3 separate regions of the Gossypium arboreum genome follow, and all the other regions are linked to region 1. The links are chromatin contacts, called in public Hi-C maps. All regions are on one chromosome and are shown on one strand. The core of a region is the stretch at or near the end of the contact, and the rest is flanking DNA. Distances in the headings are between cores, read along the strand shown. Region 1 holds the start of LOC108487004. Region 2 holds the start of LOC108470652. Region 3 holds the start of LOC108472587 (membrane-associated kinase regulator 5-like).

Region 1 (4,724 bases), core at 612-3,111:
TAAGGAACACAGTAGCAAATAAGAGGACTCTTTGTAGACCTTTTCTCATATTCGATAGCAACTCAACTCAAATGAAGCCCATTTGCAGGATAGAATGATGCAGTCATTAAAATGTCAAATCAATAAATGCAAAGTGCAAAACATATTTCAAGAAATCTCACTTATGAAAGGGTTACATGGACAAACACGTCAAACTAGAAAGGTGAAAACTACATGCAAGATCTAAGCACCATCTTGAGACATGCATGCAGGTAACAGGTTAGCAAAATTTTCAGAAAGAAATGCGCTGCATACCACAAAGTTATTTTCTACAGTAAGACTTTGCAAAATATCTTCATCGCTTTTCACTTGCAAGTATACATCTGCAAGGCATCAGAGGAAAATTTCAATTTGCTTACTGAGGCAGCTAGGCTTAAATACTTCAGACCGGAACAGTCAACTTACTTCCATGCTCATCGGTTGCATAAGGCAAGTCTGGCCACATAATATTTTCATGAACTTCATCATTGATCATCCCTGTAAACATAACCGTTGCTTTACTATTCACCTGAAAATGGCATGCTACAGCCTACGTTAGCCAAACAAACAGATTGAGAAGCAGGAATTGAAGCATAAGAGTACATCTTCCAAGTGTTAACCAAACCAAATTGCAGAAAAGACATCTAAATTACTTTTCTTCAACAATAACAGAAAAGAATACCATGTTCAAACATATTCATTACATTAAAGCCATTCCTATGGATGTTGATTCAGTAATGAACAATAAATGCGATACCTCAATGATCGTCCTAGAGGTTTCTGCAGCTGTGAGTGTAGCATCATTGCTCTTTTTAGATGTAGCTTCACCAATATCCTCAAACGGATGGTAATGCGACCTTCCATTATGCTTTGCAGGATCGGATGCTGAGCCTAAATGCTCGGTAGTTGCCCGAATGTTATTCTTTACGAGGGTCCTTCTCGAAAGGGAAGCTCTATTTACTCTTCGAAATCCTTTCCTGCAAACAACTCTAGCCTTAACAATCATAACTACTACTCTTTATCTGCAGAACATATTACAAAAAGAAAAAAAAAAATCCCCCCAAAAAAAAGTTCCCCCTTTTAGGATTAGACTTGAACCAATTTATGATATTTTATTGATAATTCACCATTCCATATTTCTTTTCTTTTGGAGTCTAAAAATAAGCTAGTAAGATAAAATTTAAATTCAGAAGAGAAAAAGAAAAACCCCGAAAGATAACAACTAGCAAAAGGAAAATATGAATTGAACATAATACCAAGTTATGCCAAAGCTGCCATGCCGAAACAGCCGGCGGCAGGAGACGTGGCAACTAGTAACCTCACCGGAGCTGCACATAGGACGATAATCTACTCAAACAGTACATGCACAATATATACCAAAAAAAGGAAGTTAAGTCTCAATTTGGCAGCCGTGAAAATGCAAGAAAATTTTAAAATAAAAAACTAAACATATAGCCGATCGTTGCAGCACAGTGAAGTTGAACTGCATCTGTAATTCAGCTTTTTTTAGAAGTTGTTTATGATATTCGAAAATGTAAAAGAGAGAAGGAGAAGGATAGGGAGGAGCTACTGTGCAAGGCGGAGGAGGAGCAGAAATTGGTTGCGGCGGGAAATCGGACGGCCATAGCTGATTCAATCATCAACATCATTTAAAAAAAATTAAGGAAAAAAAAAAGACAGAAAATTAATTAGGCTGGTTTGGTGATGCATAAAGCGTCCATTCTCTTCGAAGAGCTAACCTGAGAAGATGAGGTATATGGGTAGAGTTCGTCTGCGGCGAATGAGATATTGTATTGCCTGCAACCGTACACGTTGTCGAATATAACTGGATGTAAATTCTAAATAATGTTATGCGGGAGGGGAAAAAAAAAGGTTAAAATATGCTATTAGTCCTTATATTTTGACATAATTATGATTGTTGTTGGTAATTTTATCAAAATTTATTAATTTAATATATTTAATTTTTTGTCAGTCATATACAACTTCATATGAGGATATTTACTCAAAATACTAAGTTAACAATTTTTTGGGAAAACTAAAGATAACTTAATAATAAGACTAGATTTTTAAATTAATTTTTTATAAAAATTAAATTTTTATTTTTAAATATAACAACTAAATTTTAAATTTTATTAGAGTAAAAATATTAACAATATATTTTGACAAAAAATAAATAAGCCTATTTATTTATTTAAGTTAAAATGTGTGTATGTCTAAACCTACTCATGGGCCGAGTCACCCAGTCCCAAAGCCCTGCTCGAAAAGTGGGAGGGTTTGGATAAAAAGATAAACTCGAAAATTGGACTTGGGAAAAAAAGAGACCCGTTTAGAAAATTGGTAGAGCCTCGAGTAAAGCTTTTTTGGCCCAAGCTTGACTCGACTATGCAAAAAAAAAATTGTTGTTTTTTACTGTTTCGTTTCTATTTTCTTGTTTTTTCACTTGTTTGTTATTATTTTACTATTATGTTGCTATTTTCTTGTTATTTTTGAATATTGTATAACTCAAGATTTACTTATTAAGTTGCACCTATCTTGATATTAGTTAAGTATAAATATTTTTTAATTTTTTTCAATTTGTTCGAAACATTTATTTTAATATTTTAATATTTTGATGTGTTATATATTTTTAAAAATTATATAAAATAATAATATAAAAAAATTAATACAGCCAAGTCAAACTCAAGTTTTAGCATTTTTATCCAAATCAAGCTTGGACAAAATTTTAGGCCCATTTTTGGGGTGAAGCCTAACCCGAGCTAAAGTTCCGGTTGGACCTAGCTTGAATCCAGCCTGGCCCATAAACACCTCTACCTATGCCCATGTATTTTTTAAAAATTAAGAATTTAGTCATTTTACTTTTCAGATTTCAATATTCAGGCGTAATTGTTTACACTTTTTTTTTGTTAAATTCATGTTAATTATAATATATTTTTTAAATTTAGGTTATTATAAAAAAAAATTTAACAGTATTAGTTAGGGGTGAGCAAAACTCGATTCGATTAAAAAAACAAAAAAAAATCAAATTTCGAGTTAAACAAATCGAGTTATTCGAATCAATTTGATTTTCTTTTTCGAATTTCGAATTCGAATCGAGTTAAGTTTTTGAATTCGAATAACTAGAATAATTCGAATAAACGAAATATCAAACTATAATATTTTACATTTTTACCCTAAACTCCCAAAACTTTTACTCCTTCCCATTTTCCCACCAAAACTTTTACTCCCCTCCCATCCCAACCCCCCATCTTCCCAAAATCCATTTCCCACTAAAATTTTACTCTTTCATTTACTTTTTCTCAAAATTTTACTCCCAAAAACCCTCAAAACTTTTTATTTTCCCCTAAAATTTTTACTCTCTCCCATTTACCCTCTAAAACTTTTACTCCCTTCTCATACCACCCCCGTTTACCCCAAACCCATCCCCCCTCCCCAATTTTTTTTAATGTTTTTTCTCCAAAATTTTACTACCCTATTTACTTTCCTCAAACTTTTATTTTCCAAAACTTTTATTTTCCTCCTAAACTTTTACTTCTCACCCTTTACTCTTAAATAAAAATCAAAATTATCTAAAAAGAAAATTCCTAAATATAAATAGTAATAATTTTATTTATATCTACTATTTATATTATTAAATTAAATTTCACATTTTATATTATTTATATTATTAAATTGTTTAGTATTCGTGTTAAAATTTTATATTAGTATCAATTTCACATTTTATCTTTAAAATAACTTTTATTAAAAATCACATTTTATATTTAATATATTTTTAATTCTAAAATACATAGTGACAAGAATATGAAGATAATTGAAATAACCAAGCAAACAAAAAATAACCCGTATATAAAAGATTAATAAATAAATTATAAGGTGATGAAAGTTAATAAAAAAATTGATTACGGTGGACAAATTTTATTACGGTAGGTGATAGTGGTTATAAGGACCCAAAATTATTTTTTAAAATTTAACTCAAACAAATATATTTGATTCGATTCGATTCGAATTCCATCTTACTTGACTCGATTCGAGAAAATTTCAAATCAAATTAGAATGATAAAATATGATTCGTCAACTTGATTAACTCGAAATTTTTTCATTCGATTCGACCAAATGCTCACCCCCTAGTATTAATAATGAGTTGAACTTGAATTTTGAAATATCAACAGCAACTAAATTCCTAGAAATATAAGGACAGGGACTAAGTTTCTAAATTTTGAAAAGTACAGGACTATAGACAGATTTTAACCATTTATTTATTCTTATTGTTTGGGCAATTAGGAAATAAGAAGAAACGGGAAAAAAGCCGAAACCAAGGGAAAAAAGGAAAGAAAAAATCTTCCATCTACAACGCTGAAGCAAACTCTCGAGACTCAACCTTGAAATTTGCTGTTTCTTAAACCCTCAAGAAATAACCGGTATTCCTCTTTCAGTTTCTGTCTCGTTTAAGCAATTGCGTTTGGTTGCTGAGAAAATGCTGGAATATATAAGTTTAAGCATTTCTTTTAAGATTTTCTTGAAGCAATAAAATTGTTTAGTGGATGGCAACCACAATTAATCAAAATTTCTTTCTTTTTTTCCTTTTGGTTTTGCATTATATCAGGATGCTTTGTTGTGGATATGCTCTGCCACTCGTTACTAAAAGATTGGAATCAGTGAAAATTAACCAGAGACCTAGGAATACCGTGGTACGCTTTCAATTGAAAATT
Region 2 (4,724 bases), core at 746-3,245, 920 kb before region 1:
CGGGTTTGGGTCAGGTAACTTCAGTGCATAAAAAAAATTGGGTTTTGCTCAGTTCAAGTCGTTTCAGGTTCAAATTGTTTAGTTTTAAGTTAAAACCAGTTTAATACAAGGTTAGGATCTTGGTTTATTCAGGTCTGGATCATCTCTGAATTCAACAATTTTAGGTTCAGATAATTTCAATTTTGGTTGGATTGTAGACTTTTATGGTCAAATCAAGTTAGGTCAACTTTTGATGCAGACAACTAGGTGAGTCGTACAATTTAGAGTGAGTTTCAATAATAGAGTTTATCGGAATCTAATTATGCCATAACTATAACATAAATAGTGCATAAAAAATATTGAAGTTCACATCTTGAATAAGATCAAGGTTCTAAACCAAATAGGAGTCCAGAAAAGTTTACCTGGAATGAAACATTTGAGCAACCACTATTATAGAGAAGGTTTTTTAGAGCACTCTTTGTGTCAGCACGCCTTTGATGTACTCTATATCTTATGTGATTCTGCATTAATATTTGAAATGTCAGAAAATTTCCATTTTTTATGAACACATAAAGTAAGAAATAAAATGCCAGAAGAAGACAAAAGGTTCATAACAAAGCTACTTGGGAAGGATGAAATTAACAAATAGCAACATCTTAATCCGTTACTAGAAGACACCCATCACCTGGTCAATGTGAACATTAAAATTAATCATGGGGAATCCTTTTGTGAGATGCATTAGAATTTTATTTGCACTAAAAGATTGCTAGGAGTGTTCCCAGTCCACGATGAATAAGATAGCTGTTTTAGCAATCAAGCATGGTTATCCTCGGCATACAAACTTGAACTGGAATTTGGTCTGCTAAGTTTTCAGAAAATTACCAATCTAAAAACGTGCCAATATGATATACTAGGACCAAGATGATTAAAAGATGCAGGCAGATAATTACATAAATAGAGGCTGCCAAAGCTATATACCTTAATTGGTTGTTGTGTTCTTCTTTCCTCCTGCAAAAATATGGTTAATTGTTAAATTTTCTCATCAAAAGCAATGCATACAGATTTATACGAATTACTAAACCAAAATTTTCATGCATTACAAACATCTGAAGCTCAATTCTATGCAACTGGTGGTGGCCAGAGGAGGAAACAAGTAGGCGTACTTATTCACATAGAAGATGAAGTACTTTGATCAGAACCAGGAAGAGACAATATGGGAAGCTAAACATAATGAATATAGAATAAATCTCAACGGTAGCATCTATAACAATCAGCAAGCAGAAACTTTTAGCATGAAACATTGAAGCTCAAATTTCTCAATTAAATTTTGAAGTTAAAGATTAATTTACATAGCACTCAGAGAACAAGACTATTTCTTTCATCTAAGAAATGCCACAAATTAGAGCTATTCAAGGATTTGAACTTTCAGAAACCCTATCTACAGCCATTCAAATAAAAATAGAAATCCAAGCTCTCCCCGAACTCACAAAATCCCATTTGCTCTTCCATTTTTCACAGGTAACAGGCGTAGAATGAAACGAAGCAACGTGGGTTGTTGCAACAGTAGCCGTTGCTTTTGAAGATAAGAAAGGTGGAACCAATGAATTCTTCAGTAGAAACACGTTTCGCCATCTAGGTATCTGCATAACCGATAAAATCAAGACAAAAAGACACTCTCTTCAAAATTAGCAGCACCAATAGAGGAAGCTTTGGGTTTTCCTTTTGGTGGTAAAAAGAATTGGTTCTAAGTAACAAAAGGGTTAAATCTTTTCCGGGTGGAGGATGATAACAGAAGTTTATGTTTCTCAGTTGATTTGGATGTCTGAAAGTTTAGCTGATGATGAAACCGAAGCAGAAAGTCGAATCGAAACATGTTCAAATTAAGGGTTTCGGGGTTGGATACTAGGATGGGATGGATCCTTTCATTGTTCTCAGGCAATTGCAGAGACCTGAATCAGTAAACTCCAAAGGGACCTAAACCTAGGCCCAGATAAATAGGTGTTGGTTAAAGATTAACTTAGAGCCCAAAACTATAATATCTTCGTCCATCAACTATATCATATAGAGGTATTCATGAGCCCATTCGGGTTGGCCCAATAAAAATTTTAGGTTCATTTACTAGGCTCGACCTGGCTCGAAAAATGTGTCTAAAATTTTATTTAACTTTAGTCTAAAAAAATGCTAAAACCCTGATTCGACTCGACCGTATTAATTTTTTATATAATTTTTAAAATATATATAATACATCAAAATATTAAAAATATTAAAATAAATATTTCCCAACAAATTAAAATATATATATGTATACTTAAATAACATTGAGATATACAAAATTAACAATAAAAAAAAAAGCAAATGCCTCTAAAATAGTAACAAAATTAACAGTAAAACAAGAGTTACACAATATCCAAATAATAACTATAAAATAGTAGGTAACAAATTATGAAATGGCATCAAAATAGTGAAAAAAGAAGAAGAAGAAGAAGAAGAAGAAAACAAGAAAAAACAGCAAAAAAAAGTTTTAAAAAAAATAGCAATTTTTTTTTGCATATTCGAGTCGGGTCGGGCTGGGCTCGGGCCAAAAAAGCCTTACTCGAAGCTTAGCCTGTTTTCTAAACAGGCCTTATTTTTTGTCTAAGCCCATTTTTCTGACCTATATTTTTACCCAAACCATCCCACTTTTCAAGCAAGCCGTCGGATCGAGCTAGATAGCCCGACTCATGGACAAGTCTAATATCATATAGAAGATTATAATTTGATCACTCACTTATTAAGATTTTTTTTCAACCAATAATTAAATAGTTAACACAAAGGTAATGTGAACTTTTAAATTTTATATATTATATTAATTTATTTTAATTTTTAATTTTTAATTTTCAATATTTAGGTATTGTGCCATTGTTGTGTTAATACTAAAAAAAATAAAATATTATAGTAAATTTAAAAATACATAAAATTCCTTAGTAGTATTGTCAATTGAATTTTAGTTTTATTTGTATTAGTATTGTTGCACGTATAGGAGGACATGAGTTCGAGTGTATTGAAACATATTATCCTCTTATTTAAAGGTTTAGATAAATCATAATAATAATGGGCAAGTTTTGGAGAAACGATTTGTAACTTTCTTAAATACTGATAATCTCTATGGTGGGTTAGTCATGTTCTTTTATGAAAAATTATGTGTTTATTATTTACTTTCTCGAATTTTTGAAAACTTTTTTTATGAAATGGGATTGTTTTATTAGTGACATCCATTATATGCATGTGTTCATTAAAAGATTTTTTTTATGAAGATGCTTAAAGATTTTAAATTTGATTAAAACTATATAAGGAGGTTTTGAACTTAATATATATTTGTGTTATAAATAATTTTATTTTTAAGTGAATGTTCATCAATATTAAGATAAATTTGATATATTTTAGGACTTTAATGTTCATTAGAAGTACAGTTTTATTTTATTTATACTTCTTATGTCTATAAATATAAATTTTGAAAAATATTGTAAACATCCCAATTGATCAATAAAAATACGTATTTCTCTTTTGCTTTTTATTTCTTATTTTTTTTACTCCTTTTATCTGTATAACACATTACTAACATAATTCTTTTTTAAATTTTTTCTTCTTAAATTATCTCTCATAACCTAAACAAAATTTGTAACGCACCAAACCCGGCATGATAATTGAAACCAAGTATGATGTCTCACAATTTAAAATCAGAGTAATTCTTAAACAAATCATTCAGTGGAAGCTTGTAAAACTTTTCAAATTTAAGAGTAGAAAACATGTAATGGCTATTACTTTATAAAGGTTTCAATGTACATCACTGGCGTTTTAAAATAGGGGTTAATTCATTTGGCAGATAAGTTCAAATAAATAGGTTCGTGAACAAATTATAATAATTCAAATACAAGCATTGAAAGTTAAGAAGATTCTCGTAAAAAGAATGTCTTAACAAAATAATAGATCGTTATACAGATTGGTTTCAAAAATACATTTAGACGCCACTCCCAAAGGTCATGCATGATACAAGAAAAAAAAGACAGCTCACAATAGTAGTAGTGCTCTAGCGTAGTCCCTTCAATAGAAAGGTTTCCTTCAAACAGCACACCTGAGAATGAAAAGATAACAGAGTAAGTTCATACAATGTTAGTGAGTTCCAAAGGTAAATAGAAACCATACACACTATTTCTTACGATAATATCAAACCTTTCAGAAGGAGTTTCACATATTAATCATAATACGCCCAATGACGTTCACAGAACATAGACAAATTTAATACACCAATTTACATAACACATGGGCGGACATTATAGACCAACTTAACATTACATAGAGACTTAACATTATATAGAGAACTCATCTTCATTGTGACAGTCCTAATTCGACCCTAGTCGGAATGTGGTTTCGGGGCCACAAGACCGAGTCCCAAAATTTATTTAAAATTTGGTTGCATATCCTCTATGTGTATTAGTGCATGTGTGAAAATTTGATGTTTTAATTTAGACTTATGAATGTGAATTTCATGTGATTGACTTAGTTGAGAACTTAAGAAAATATGATAGGGGAATATGTAAGGATCAAATAATAACAAAGTGAGGAAACTTGGGTTTGCATGTCAAATTGCCCAAAAACCCAAGTAGTGGCCGCCAAGCCATGATGCCCCATCTACTAGGTTGAATTTCAATGCAATTCTTTTATTAGTTAACAATTAAAATAAATTAAAAAAGGAATTAAAAAGAAAA
Region 3 (4,724 bases), core at 1,212-3,711, 680 kb before region 1:
AGGATGGCTAGCCAGAGAGAAGTCTCAGCAGACCATCTGTTTCAATTGACTTTGCCTTTTCTTTTTCTTTTATATATATATATATATATATATATATATAACTCTAAAACTGTTGAATGAAATGGACTGCTTCTTACCGTTCAAAAGTACTTTCTAAAAGAAGTATGAAACTTCAGAGATATCATCATATGACATCCTTTCATTTTGTTTCAAGTGTTTTTAAATTATAAACAAAGAACCAATTTTTTAAATTTGTATATAGCTTCGGTTTCTTCAACTTCGCATCAATCATCACTTATATTGGTTTGCTTTTCAACCGGAAATTTCATGGCTTTGAATCGGTTGTTTGTTGTTAAAACAATAAATATTGAAGTAGCAAAAGTGTTCATATATTATTAAAATGTAGTGGCCAGCAAACTCCCACCATATTGTCCTGGAAAAGGCATAATCACCCCAGGAAATGAAAGAAACAACGAAGTGGATAAAACTGTGAAGTCATTTCAGTTTCTTCAAATCCAGAAAATATCACATCTTTGATTTGAACAGCTTACCTTTCAGAGGTAACATAACGCTTAATTGCAGATATACAAGATCAAAACAGTCACTCAAAGGAAAACGAATAATCCAAATCTAGGGTTACTTCCATTTTCTCCATAATTGTACATCACCTTTACAAGTGAACCTACTCTATATTGTTTTTCATCATATCTAGCAATCAAACGACAATCCTATCCCCTCTAAGTTCTCTTTTTTTTTTTTTTTACATCATCATGATGTTGGCAATTAAAAACAAAAGTCTCTATCCAATGTTTCCTTTCTATAGCGTTGATTAAACAACATTCTGTTTCCTGGGTTTTCTATTACTTCAGGTGCTGAAGGCGTTTCCTTCTTCGCTGGATATTCTTGCAGAATCCATCAGTTTCTCGTATGAAGAATTGCTTGTTACTCTTGACAATAGAGAAGAATCTGTTGGGAAAAAAAAAAGTTCAATCAGCGCTTAAGACTTTTTAACGCTCACAAATTAGCGTAAACGGTATACTAGTTAGAAATTTAAGACGATTTTAACTATACCTGTAGAAGATGCATTGCTTAACTTCTCCTGTGAAGAATCACTTGTACATCTCGATAACCTAGAAGATTCTGCTGCCAACACAAGGAAAACAAGCTAAGGATCGAATTATGCCTAAAGTTTATGATTAATTTAAACACAAATTAATTAGCTAATAATTAGCACCTCTTGACGAGTTCAAAGATTTCTTGCAATGCAAAATGGCGCTTTGGATCCCATCATGCTGCAATAGCAGAGAATCGTCTCTCCTACTAATGGACGATGACGCAGACGAGGTTGATCTACTCTTTCCCAATAGCTTGCAAACCCCTCTAAGATTCCCTTGTTTCTCCTTCATGGAGAATTCCGTTGCCGGAGATGACATCGGTAACACACCTGAGACTCTTATCTTGTCACTTAGACTGTTCCTTTTGGACAATGGCTTGATTTTATTCAAGTATTTTTGCATCAGATCTTTCAACAATCTCTTTGAAAAATCGTCCTCTGTTTTCCCTTTGATTTTCCGGGAGCTACTTTCCCTGGTGAAGATCGGGAAGTTTGAAGACTTATCCGTTTTGATATTAGCTTTGAGATGCTTGTTGCTACCTTGTTTTTCATGCTTTGGGGTCTTCATAGAAATACCAATCAATTCAGCTTTGTCTTCTAATGTGCTACTGCTATTTGCCATTGACTTCGACTTCCTCAAGGTAAAGACTCGAAATTTTGGAGCTGATTTTAACAAAGCTATGGGGTATTGAGGCTTGGAGCTTGTCTCAATTGGGATGATTTTTCTTTTGGAGAAGTTATCATTGGGAGAAAAAGAACGAGGTTGTTCTTCCTTGGAGTCAAATCTCTTGTCGCCATTAACACCGTTTTCTTCACGGCAGTTGCCATCAACATTTCCCTTGTGGCAAAACTCAGGCACAGGAAGCTCCAAATCGAAGAAAGAGTCGTCCCCTTCATCCAACTCGTGATCTGAAGCAATCAAAGCCTTTGGAACCTCGGTGGTGCTGCTGTTACCACCACATGGTTGAGCTCGATTCTCTTTGTGACCACCATTGCTAGGTCTCCAAAACCTGATGAAATTAAGAGCTTCCATGGTAACGGACAAGCAAAGACAGAGAGAGAGAAACAAAAGAAAGAACTTTTAGAGGGGGAGGGGGTTAATCTTTTAGCTTGCTGTTAACAGAAGTTGAAAATAGTGTTTCAAGGGTGAGCAGTGAGTGAAGTAAGCTTTATAAGTTCAAGTTTGCTTGTTTTAACTTGCGTGGTATTCATGGAATAGCAGTGGTGGTTCAGAGCAAGTGACGGAGCTTGCGAGAGTGTGAAAGAGCGACAACACTTCGCAAAAAAATGCAATGTAATGACTGAAAAAGTTTATAGTTTTAGTAGTCTTGCGATTTTCAAACTTTGAGCCATTGGGCTGAGCAGCCTTTTTTTACAGCCCTTAACACTTGTCAGTTCATTTTTTTCAACCCCACGCGCATTCTCCATCATCATCATTATGATATTTTAATATTTTCTTTTTCAACCGTTTGTCTTGTGTTTTTTAACCTCACATTGGTTTAGGTAATCTTATATTATATTTTAGCTAAACTCAGATTTTACAATTACATTCTTCTATTTGAATTTTATATATTATTTTGAGTAACATTTAATGTGGGATCGAAATTCAATAGAATTTTTTAATAAAAACTTAATACAAATTAACTGCATGGAGAATTTTTAATAAAGTTAACATTTGCTTTCACAATAAAAGAGATTGTTAACACTTTCCTTGGGATCTCTTCAAATACCATTATATTTTGACCTGTATTAAAAGCTAATTTAGCCATACAATCAATAATTTCATCTAACTCCCTGGGAATGTGTTGCATGACCCGATCCCTAATATTTGCTAAAAGTTGATGATTTCTTCTAATGAGGATAGAGTTTGAATCAATGAAGGAGGAATCCTGAATAGTCTTAACCAACGCCAAACTATATGCTTGAATCATGATGCCCTCAAATTGTTTATCTTGGATAAGGGACATCCCATCGAAGATGCCCCACAATTCAACATCAAAGATCGAATATTCATCCAAAAATATATTATATCCCATAATCCAATCCCCATTTCCATACCTTAATACTCCCTCTGTTGCAACAATTCTGGACACAAATTGTAACGCACCATTAGTGCATAATTTATTCCAAATCTCCGCCATATGAATGAATGACCCGACCCTGACATCTGCTGTCTAAACAGATCCTTCCTATGAAAAAAAGCAAATTGTTTTGCCCAAGTTTGTGAATTCTTAACAATGTCACTTGCTTTCTAAGGAACCCCTTGGAAGATGAAAAGATTCCAATTTTTCCATATTCTCTAGGCTATTAAAACCAAATAATCTCGACCAAAAAACCTCGCCCATAACTAGTTTAGAAGGACTAAGTATATTAAACTTAACCCAATCATGAAGATTACTTGCAAAGAAACGCCTGCGTAGCTCATTCAGCAAAACCTGTATCCAAGTTTTGTCACACCTCAAATTTGGCGAATCTAATTAGAAGGCATGTAGGTGTAAAGACATTTGTCTAGCGTAATGTAGTTCGCTCATTTGCAGTCTTGTAACGAGTAAGAATTGGCATAAAGTATCCGTCGTAGAAGTAATTAAAGATTTTACTTTAGAATATTCCATTATTAAGAAAATATTATAGCAAGTGAAGAGTAAGCCTTGTGAAAGTTACTGCTAAATGTAGAGCATGCCTAGTTGTATGAGTAATGTGCTCGTTGGGCTTGTAATATGATTTGGTTAGAAACCAATTGGATTGACTGCCTGTAACACCCCTAACCCATATTCGTCGCCGGACTAGGGTCGCAAGGCATTACTGAACATAAACACAGTTTTGAGCATTCCCATTTTATCACAAGTCATATTCCTATATACAAGTAAAGCATATAACAAATTAAATATAAACATATTACATTTAGAAATCACAGGTTGTTCACTTTAATCGAATGCTATAATAGAAATTAAAGATTTTATTTCTTAATTCTATACAGATGCAGGTTTAACCACTTAAGGCATATTACAGGGCATTATGCCTCTTAGCATATATAGCATAACCAATTCAAAAATAATCAATAATATCATACTAAACATTTAAATAATAACAAGTTCATCATTTAATTTAAGTTAAAATTTATCAAATGCATAACCGCATACAAATATTGTATATATATAAGTTATTTATTAAATAACTATTTTACTATCAATACATACTCAACATGTACTCCATATAATTTAATCTATTAAACCTATTTTACAAATTATATATGCATGGCATATGCGTATACACCCCCAAGACAAACCGAAGCATAATAACAAATATTACTCAACTTTATTCATATGTCAATCACAGTGTAAGTGCATTTATGTAACGCCCCAATGTTCGGGAATTCTGTGAGCGTTGGCAAATTTTAAATTTTGGTGTTCTGTCTGCTTGGCATAGATTTAATCAGGTTAGTGGGTCTCTAGAAGGCCCAAGTTTAAGTTAAATCTGGTAATTTTAGTTAATTTTAATTCTATAGAAAAAGGGGTTCTGGTTAGCTGGGCTTTAAGGTATTAGTTGGGTAAAATAAAACACAAGGAAGCCCGTGGTAAGTTGGCTTGTGGCGTCACTTGGGGGCTTGAGA

What was found. Hi-C and Micro-C count contacts between places; a contact is called where the count stands out from the background.
Region 2: a contact with region 1 is called in a Hi-C map of leaf, with 2.9 times the contacts expected there. The contact joins the promoter of LOC108470652 here to the promoter of LOC108487004 in region 1. A contact is called at or near these places in 2 of 5 Hi-C or Micro-C datasets (both in leaf).
Region 3: a contact with region 1 is called in a Hi-C map of leaf, with 4 times the contacts expected there. The contact joins the promoter of LOC108472587 here to the promoter of LOC108487004 in region 1. A contact is called at or near these places in 2 of 5 Hi-C or Micro-C datasets (both in leaf).

What each region holds. Positions count from the first base shown.
Region 1 is chr11:81,818,850-81,823,573 of ASM2569848v2, forward strand. LOC108487004 reads right to left here and starts at 1,862. Exons shown (of 12, transcript XM_017791197.2): 1 at 1,758-1,862; 2 at 1,589-1,645; 3 at 1,275-1,365; 4 at 776-995; 5 at 445-547; 6 at 295-362. The coding sequence starts at 1,643. It overlaps LOC108487249 (pentatricopeptide repeat-containing protein At4g21190), which reads left to right and starts at 4,280. Exons shown (of 6, transcript XM_017791544.2): 1 at 4,280-4,433; 2 at 4,619-4,703. The coding sequence starts at 4,620.
Region 2 is chr11:80,899,231-80,903,954 of ASM2569848v2, forward strand. It overlaps LOC108470652, which reads right to left and starts at 1,996. Exons shown (of 7, transcript XM_017772036.2): 1 at 1,467-1,996; 2 at 958-987; 3 at 402-500. The coding sequence starts at 1,625.
Region 3 is chr11:81,135,529-81,140,252 of ASM2569848v2, forward strand. It overlaps LOC108472587 (membrane-associated kinase regulator 5-like), which reads right to left and starts at 2,462. Exons shown (of 3, transcript XM_017774132.2): 1 at 1,235-2,462; 2 at 1,072-1,140; 3 at 499-966. The coding sequence starts at 2,147. The coding sequence ends at 866.